Linked DNA regions of Pan troglodytes: region 1 is linked to region 2. A link is a contact called in public Hi-C data. All regions are on one chromosome and are shown on one strand. The core of a region is the stretch at or near the end of the contact, and the rest is flanking DNA. Distances in the headings are between cores, read along the strand shown.

Region 1 (3,886 bases), core at 813-3,312, 220 kb before region 2:
CTTGATTGCCTTCAGTGAGTCAGACACTGAAGTGGGCACTGTACAGCTTCTCATAAAACCTGCAGAGCAACTCTATGAGAAAGGCATCATCCAACCCATTTCACAGATGCAGAGACAGGCTCCGAGGGAGAAGGCGCAGGGCCGAGGTCACAGAGCATGTCAGTGCCTGAGCCCAGAGCTGTCTTCCCCTGCACCTCTGCTCCTCCCACTGCCCCGTCTCCAGGGAGTACTCACCTGTTGTGACTGTCTTCGGTTCATAGGTGGGGTGGTGGTGAGCAGCTGAGGAGACAGGTGATCCATAGCAAAGCAGCCTTCCCACCCCCTGACTCCCATCAAGACCCCAGCCCCCACTCACCGCTAAACTTCCGATTCAGATGCAGCCCTGTCCCTGCTCTAGACATCCAACATACTTGCAAGCCCCAGTCACACAGTTCCCTCCACCAGATGTGCTCTCTCTCCATCTCTACCTTCCAGGCTCATTACTGATGCCACCTCCTCCAGGAAGCACTCCCTCTCATTCCCTCTGAACTTCCAAAGTCCTTGCTACGCCTTAAACTAGAAGAAGAGCTAACACTCCCATCCCCTCCACACACCTGTACTAATTTTCAGATGAGGAAATAGGCAGAGAGAGGAGGGGACTTCTCAGTGAGCTAAAGGCAGAACTGATACCGGGCCCAGGTATGGGTGAGCAAAATCCACCGCCTGAGAGAGGCTGTTTCCTCCTGGGGGGCAGGCTATGGCTGGGGAGACCCATGCAACTTGGCTTAGGTGCAAGAACCCCCTTACCTGGACATGCCTCTGAGCGGTTGTAGATGGAGCAACCTTCCTTGACCACCTCAGATTGGGCCACACAGTGTCCTGGTGAGAGAAGGTGCAGGGGGGAGGTTTGGGGAGAGGGGCCAGGGCCTTGGGGTTCAGAGCTGGGGGCACTCAATCTGGGGAGGGCTCAGCTCCATACCTGGCTCCTCTGGCCGGCACTGCTCCCACACGCAGCTGGAGAGATTGCGCGCTCTGTCTCCCTCCACGCAGTGCTCACAGACCTCCAGCTGTTTGCAGGCCCCTTGGACCGCCGGCCAGATATTCAGGCGGATCAGGGCTCCCCTCCCAAAGCCTCGAGCTCCTTTACCTGGTAGTGCGGTGGAGTGGGAAGGGAGAATTCCTCGAAGCCAAGCTGTGGCACCCGCCCACCCTCCCACCCAACACTCCGGTGGCCCTCGCCCCTCTGCACACATCTGGGCTCTCACACTCACCCCTGGATCCCCAAGCCCCAGCGCACACCTGGAGCTTCCACAGCAGAGGTCTACACACACCTAGAGCCTCCCCACATTCACCCAGAGCCCCTCCCTTTGCATACACCTGGGGTTCCCAGATTCAGTTGGAGCCACCTCCCCCAGACCACCTGAAGCTCCCTAGGCCCCCACACCTGGGGCCTATATTTACACACAGGGCTCCACACAGAGCTGGAGCCCCCTCTCCCACCCCTGGAGGCCTGCACTTGGCCGGAAAGCCCCCTCCCCTCAAGCCCAGGCTGCTCCTGGGGAGACGGCTGGCTGAGGTGCAAGCTCCATCCGTCCCCGTCGAGCCCCTAGCCAGACCCTGCCGCGAGTTACCAGCCACAGCCAGCTGGGCACATAGGAGGAGGCAGCAACAGCCGCCACAGAGCGCAGTCCGCAAGGCGCGGGGTCCCGGAGCCTCCATGGGCTCGCAGGGGGCGGTGGCCGGGGGCGGTGGCCGGGAGCGGTGGACAGCTGCCGGGCGCGTCCCTCCCAGACTAGGCTCGGCTGAGCGTGTGCGGAGCGAGACCCGGGCAACCGGGGCGTGGCCAGGTGGGGGCGTGGCCAGTGGGAGCGGCAGGTGGGGCGGGGCTCGTCGGGCGGGGCGGAGCCAGGTGAAGGCGGGGCCAGTTAGGGGCGTGGCTAGTGTGCGCGGCCAGGTGAGTTCGGGGGTCTGGGGCGGGGCTTGGACTAAAGCAGGTGGGGTCCAGGACTGGTGGCTGGCGTGGTTACTATGTGCCTCCAAGGGCAGCTTCTTGAAAATTCTGGTAAGTACCGACTGCTTTGATCCTTACTTCACAGGTGAGGAAACTGAGGCTCAGACAAGATGAGTGACTCGTTCGAGGTCACGGAGAGAGGCAGTGGCAAAAATCTGGATTCGAGACGAGGTCACTTCCCTGCCTTCAGGGCTCGGTGCAGGCCCCGCTTTGTACACCCTCCACCCAGGCCCCATGACCGCTGGGCCGGGCCCTAGCTGGCCCCTGCCCTCTGGCTGCCCAAGCTCAGCTTCGGTGCTCCCTCTCCATTCACTGCACCCCTCCACCCGCCTCCCTTCTGCCCCTCATCCGCTGTGTCTGCCTCCGGCCTACCACACCCTCTGGCCAGGTCAGGGGTGACGCCATTACTAGGCCAACTGGGCCTCTCCGCAGCCTTCCCCACGGCTACCACTCCTGCCCTGGCACCAGCCTCTTTTGGTTCTCCTCAGGCTCCTTAGGGGGCACTTCCTCTCCTTCCTCTTCCTCCTCCCCTCCTCTCCCCTCCTTCCCCCATCTGCTTCTCCTAACCCTCTCTTAATCGATGGTGGCCCAGGTTAGTCCCAAGCCCTGTTCCACACTCTCCTGGGGTCATCCTGGACATTCCACTGCCATCAGTCCCCATTTGAAACCCAACAGCTGAGGCAGGAGGATCGCCTGAGCCCAGGGATTTGAGGCTGTAGTGAGCTGTGATCATGGCATTGCACTCCAGCCTGCGCAACAGGGTGAAACCCTGTTTTAAATGAATGAATGAATGAATGCCAACAGGTCACGTATCCCAATAAATATATACACCCACTATGCACCCATTAAAAATTTTTTTTTGAGCCAACAGATCTCTTAATCATCTCCAGGCCAGTTCTGACTTCACAACTGCCACACCTGTAACTGACAATATATAGCTAGCAATTATTGACCCCTTACTAGCCGAATGTACATTTTGAGAGCTTTTACATGCAACTTCCCATCTAATGTCCACAGCTACCCTCTAGGCATGAGTTTTGTCATTTCCCATTTGCAGGCTGCTCAGGGGCACAGGGTTTCAATGCAGCAGGCCAGGATGTAAAGCTAGGATTGAATGATGCTGGAGGCCATGCTCCCTCTGCTTTGCCTCCCATGGGTCCACGGCACCTCCACCTGAGTGTCCCTGAGGCCCCCAAAACTGCCCACTCAGGGGAAAAGAGACCCTTCGGGTTCTGGGGGAGGGAGAAGGGATAGCATTAGGAGATATACCTAATGTAAATGATGAGTTAATGGGTGCAGCACACCAACACGGCCCATGTATACATATGTAACAAACCTGCACATTGTGCACATATACTCTAGAACTTAGAGTATAATAAAATATATATATTATATATATAAAAAAGAAAATGTGGCACATATACACCACGGAATACTATGCAGCCATAAAAAAGGATGAGTTCATGTCCTTTGCAGGGACACGGATGAAGCTGGAAATCATCATTCTCAGCAAACTATCACAAGGACAGAAAACCAAACACTGCATGTTCTCACTCATAAGTGGGAATTGAACAATGAGATCACTTGGACACAGAGGGGGAACAGCACACACCAGGGCCTGCTGGGGGGTGGGGGGCTTGGGGAGGGATAGCTTTAGGAGAAATACCTAATGTAAATGATGAGTTGATGGGTGCAGCAAACCAACATGGCACATGTATACCTATGTATCAAACCTGCAGGTTGTGTACATGTACCCTAGAACTTAAAGTCTCATAAAAAAATAAAATAAAAATAATAAAAAATAAAATTAATTAATTAATTTAAAAAAGTCCTTCAGGTTCTGTCCCCTTGTATTCCCTCTGTACGCCTCACTGCATCTCAGCAGCTTCCAGGCCC
Region 2 (3,941 bases), core at 758-3,257:
CCACATCTGGCCCTGGCCCCCAGGGTCTGCGGTAGAGAATTCCCGCCCCCGCTTCTCTCTCTCCCTCCTCCCGCTCTGTGCCCGCTGCCCGCCTCAGGGACAGCCCCAGCTCCCGCCTCCGGCCAGCAAGGCCCACATCCTTCCTCCCTCAGCTGGCCCCTTCGCCTGGCAGGAGGCTGGGGGGTCAGGCTGCTGGGGAACCCCCCCAAGCTCCCATCAGTCCTCATCCCCAGCCCCCAAACTCTGGGTTGCTGTCCCTTTTCCTGTAGAACAGGAAACAAGGTTATTTCCTAGACTCAGAGCCAGCCCCCTGCCCCTCTGGCTCTGCCCGGGGACCCAGACCCAGCAGGGGAAGGCGCCCTCAAGCAGCGAGCAGAGATTCAGCAATTCACCCCAGCTCCCTGCCTAGGGGGCTGACAGCTGTCACTCAGCACCCCACCCCCTGGGGAAGAGGGGGCCGATTCAATCAGAGCCCCAGAGGAAACGCATTGATAAGCGATTATTTATTTATTTATGCAAAAGTGAGCCGACTTTGTTCGCCAGGTAACCGGGCACGCGGCCCAACCCCTCCAGCCCTAGCCGCCCCCAAATCCCTCCTCCGCCCCACACCCCCTCCGGGTCATTAGGTCCCCGCCCCTCAACTCCCCGAGAGCCAGTGGATCCTAGGGATTTGGGGGTTGGAGGGGAGGGGCTCCTCCCTCCGCAGTCTCCCCTTTTCCCAGCGCCGATCCTAAAATCCAGCCTTGTTCTCCGCTCCCACGGTCCCCCCTTCATTCCCCCCCCACCACATTCTCAGCAAGCTGGAGAGCAAATTGCAGTTTTAAATCCAAAGGCGGAGGGAGGGGGAAGGAGGAGGGGGCGCGCGGCAGCGCTGGGCGCGCACCTCGCCCCCGAGCCGGGGGAGCCGCGGGGCGGCCAGGAAACCCGAGAACCCCCCCTCCCCGCCCCCCCTCCCCGTCCACCTCCCCCTCCCCCTTCCCGGCGCTGCCTGCCAGGCTTCGAGCCGAGCCCAGCCGAGCCGCGGGCCCCGGTGGAAACAAAGACCGATCGCACCGCGGGCACCGCAGCCACCGGGTCCAGCGGACCGGACCGGGGGACGCAGGCCCCCCCCGTGCGCTGCACAAAAGAGCCTGGCCGGCCGGTCCCCAGCGGGGGTCTGGGGCTGGGGAGGAGGCGCCACTCACCGGAGTGCTGGGCTGCCGGCTCCGTGGGTCCGAGCCAGGCGAGGGGTTTTGGGGGACGTCTGTCTTCCGGCGGTGGCAGCGACGCGGGCGCCCGGCTGCTGAGGAGAGGAGTCGTGGAGGAGCCCTGAGCCGCCCGCCGTCGCTGACAGCATGGCTCGCGCCTCGGCTCACATTCTCCGCCGCTAACTCCGCTGGACACGGCCCCCCGCTCCCGCGGCGCCCCCCCACCTCGATCACTCCTTCGCTCTCTCTGCGCCCCCCTCGCCCTCCCGCCGCGCACACACTCTCCCAGCCCTGGACACCCCCGCCCCCACCCCCCCAATAGCAAACCTGGGAGGGAACGCGCCCCGCGTAGTCCTCCTGCTCCTCCTCCTCCGCCCTCCTCCCTCCCGCTCTCTCTGGCTGTCTGTCTGTCTCTCAGACTGTCTCTATTTCTCGCTCTCTCTGCCTTTCTCTGCTCTCCAAGCTGGGTGGGAAAAGGAAATGAGGACAGAAAGCAGACGCTGGCTTTGGGTGGTGGTAGCTGGATTCCCTCTCTCCCTCCCTCCCCCTCCTCCCCTCCCTCCTCCTGCCTTCTGCTCTCTCCGCTGCGAGCGGGGCTGAGCGCAGCCTGGCGGGTGGCTCGCTCTGCCCGCCCGCCCGCCTGTCTGTCTGTCTGGTCCGCCTCGCTCGCTCCCTCCCTCCGTCTCTCGCCCTCGCCCTGCCTGCCTGCCTCTCTCCGTCTCCGCCGCCGCCGCCGCTGCCTCTGCGAGCTCGCCTTACCTTCGCCGCTCACCATCCGGAACCCCAGGGGGGAGCGCGCGCGCGGCACGCCGGGACTTGTAGTCCCCGCCCCGGCCGCTCCGCGCGCGGGGAGGGCGGGGCCGCGCCGGCTGCTCCGACGGCGCGGCCAGGAGCCCCGGGGACCCCGCGCCTGGGGCGCGTCTGGCTGGAGCGCGTCCTCGTTTACCAACGGGCGAAGATCCTCCCCAAGGGTTAAGAATGGTCCCCGTGTTCCTTGTCTCCACCGGGGGGCTCTGGATCGAGCGGAGGTTGCGGGTGGGAGTGAAGGGGCGGGGTCTGAGAGTGGAATGGGAGTGGAATAGGGAACCAGGGGATTAGCCAAAGGGGCTGCGACTTTCTGGGGCGTCCCAATTAAATGGGAGGGGGAGAGGGCAGAGGAGAGGACCGGCTCTCTCAATCTGGGGACGTTATCCTTTTCTGAAAAGGTTTCTTATTGAGTAAAGCTAAAGTATATATGGCGGGAGGGCTGCTGGGGCGGGGGAGCAGGGGAGACCCAGCCAGCGCTGCTTCCTCACTCAGTGACCCCTCCTCTCAAACTCCGACCTCGGTTTCGCCCTTGCAACTCCCAGCTTTCCTATATGTCCAAGGGCGGCGAGGGCTCAAAAGTCCTGGATAATCCGCAGATAGAACACACACACCCTTTTCCGAATTCTGCTGAGCATTTGCGTTGTGTCAGGAAGCAGGATTCAGATTGAACGGTGCTGACCTCCTGCCGCGGCCGGGGGCTGGGCTCAGCACTTTCACCTACCTCCTCTTCAGGTCACATGTGTTCTCCAGCCCCTGGCTCCTGGGCCCCCTGCCTAGCCTATCCCACAGATGGGAATGTGCGCTGCTTGAGGGCCTTGTTACCGCCCCCGGAGATGGCTGAACTGCTGCGGTAAAATAGTGCTGTTATTTCCACTTTAGAGATGGGGGCACTGAGGTCCAGGTTCTCCAGTTAGCAAGTGGCTGAACCCAGCTGGATTTGAACCAGGGTCTGACTAACTCCAAATCCCACAAGCTTAACCCCTGGGCTATGACAAGGAGTTGTGGCTCCCTCCATTTCTGTAACTGACCTTCTCTCCCTGTGTCTGTGTGTCCTTTCTTGGCACTTCAACAAATGTTAACTGAGGTATGCAGGGTTTGCAAGGGACACGGAGATGAATAATGCATAGTGGCTGTCGTGTCCTGTGTCCTAGGTGTCTACCAACGCCGGCCCTGACTGGCCCTGCGGTGGTCCCACCTCACTGGACCACCTCATCTGTGTGTCTGACGTTCCACACCCTGTGTCTGCTGGCCTTGTCTATCTTGCTCCAGGTCTGAAGTTCCTAGAGCAGTGCCTTTGTCTCTGGCCTACCTGTTTCTGACTCTTCCTTTGGCCTTGCAGGGTGTTGGCCAGTGTGTGACAAAGGCAGCTGGTGACATTTTGCCAACCGCAACTCCCTGGTCACTATCTTCCCCACACCTTCACTCCTTCCAAGCTCCTTCTCTATGGCAGTCCAGTACCCCCAGAGGACAAGAGAGGGGATCTGGGGAACACTCTCTATTGGCCCTTGGCAGAGGGTGTGTGCAGCAGTAATAGGAGAGGTCTAGGGCTCTAAATGGGACACTATTGATTTGGCATCATGGGGCTGCCATGACCGACTGGAGAGGCCCTCATCTTGGAGCAGCTTCTCCTTGCAGACAAGTTAGGACTTGGGTTCAAAGATTTATTCATTGAATGGGAAATATAAGGTCAGATGCTCATAAAAGTAGTGGCTAAAGTCATTAGAGATTCTGCAGCTCCAAAGCCTGGGCCTGAAGTGATCCCAAATAGATGAGGCTTTGGCACCTTGCCCTAGCTGGCCCCCTATAGGACAGACAGACTTCGGCGTTGGGGAGGGAGAAAGAGACCCAGGTTCCTCCTCCTTTCTCTCCCTTCCCCCATTACCCATTAGATTCTGCCTGTAGTCATGAAGACTCTACTCAGTTTGAATCAAGTTTTAGGAGGGAGTT

The links. Hi-C and Micro-C count contacts between places; a contact is called where the count stands out from the background.
Region 1: a contact with region 2 is called in a Hi-C map of induced pluripotent stem cells, with 4 times the contacts expected there. The contact joins the promoter of CD164L2 here to the promoter of AHDC1 in region 2. A contact is called at or near these places in 3 of 7 Hi-C or Micro-C datasets (blood, induced pluripotent stem cells and stem cell-derived neural progenitor cells), 1 of 1 datasets of contacts at active chromatin or transcription factors (stem cell-derived excitatory neurons) and 1 of 1 other capture datasets (stem cell-derived neural stem cells).

What each region holds. Positions count from the first base shown.
Region 1 is chr1:203,605,624-203,609,509 of NHGRI_mPanTro3-v2.0_pri, reverse strand. It overlaps CD164L2 (CD164 molecule like 2), which reads right to left and starts at 2,062. Exons shown (of 6, transcript XM_016957195.3): 1 at 1,611-2,062; 2 at 959-1,126; 3 at 787-858; 4 at 235-279. The coding sequence starts at 1,698.
Region 2 is chr1:203,385,977-203,389,917 of NHGRI_mPanTro3-v2.0_pri, reverse strand. AHDC1 (AT-hook DNA binding motif containing 1) reads right to left here and starts at 2,007. Exons shown (of 7, transcript XM_063804077.1): 1 at 1,947-2,007; 2 at 1,185-1,282.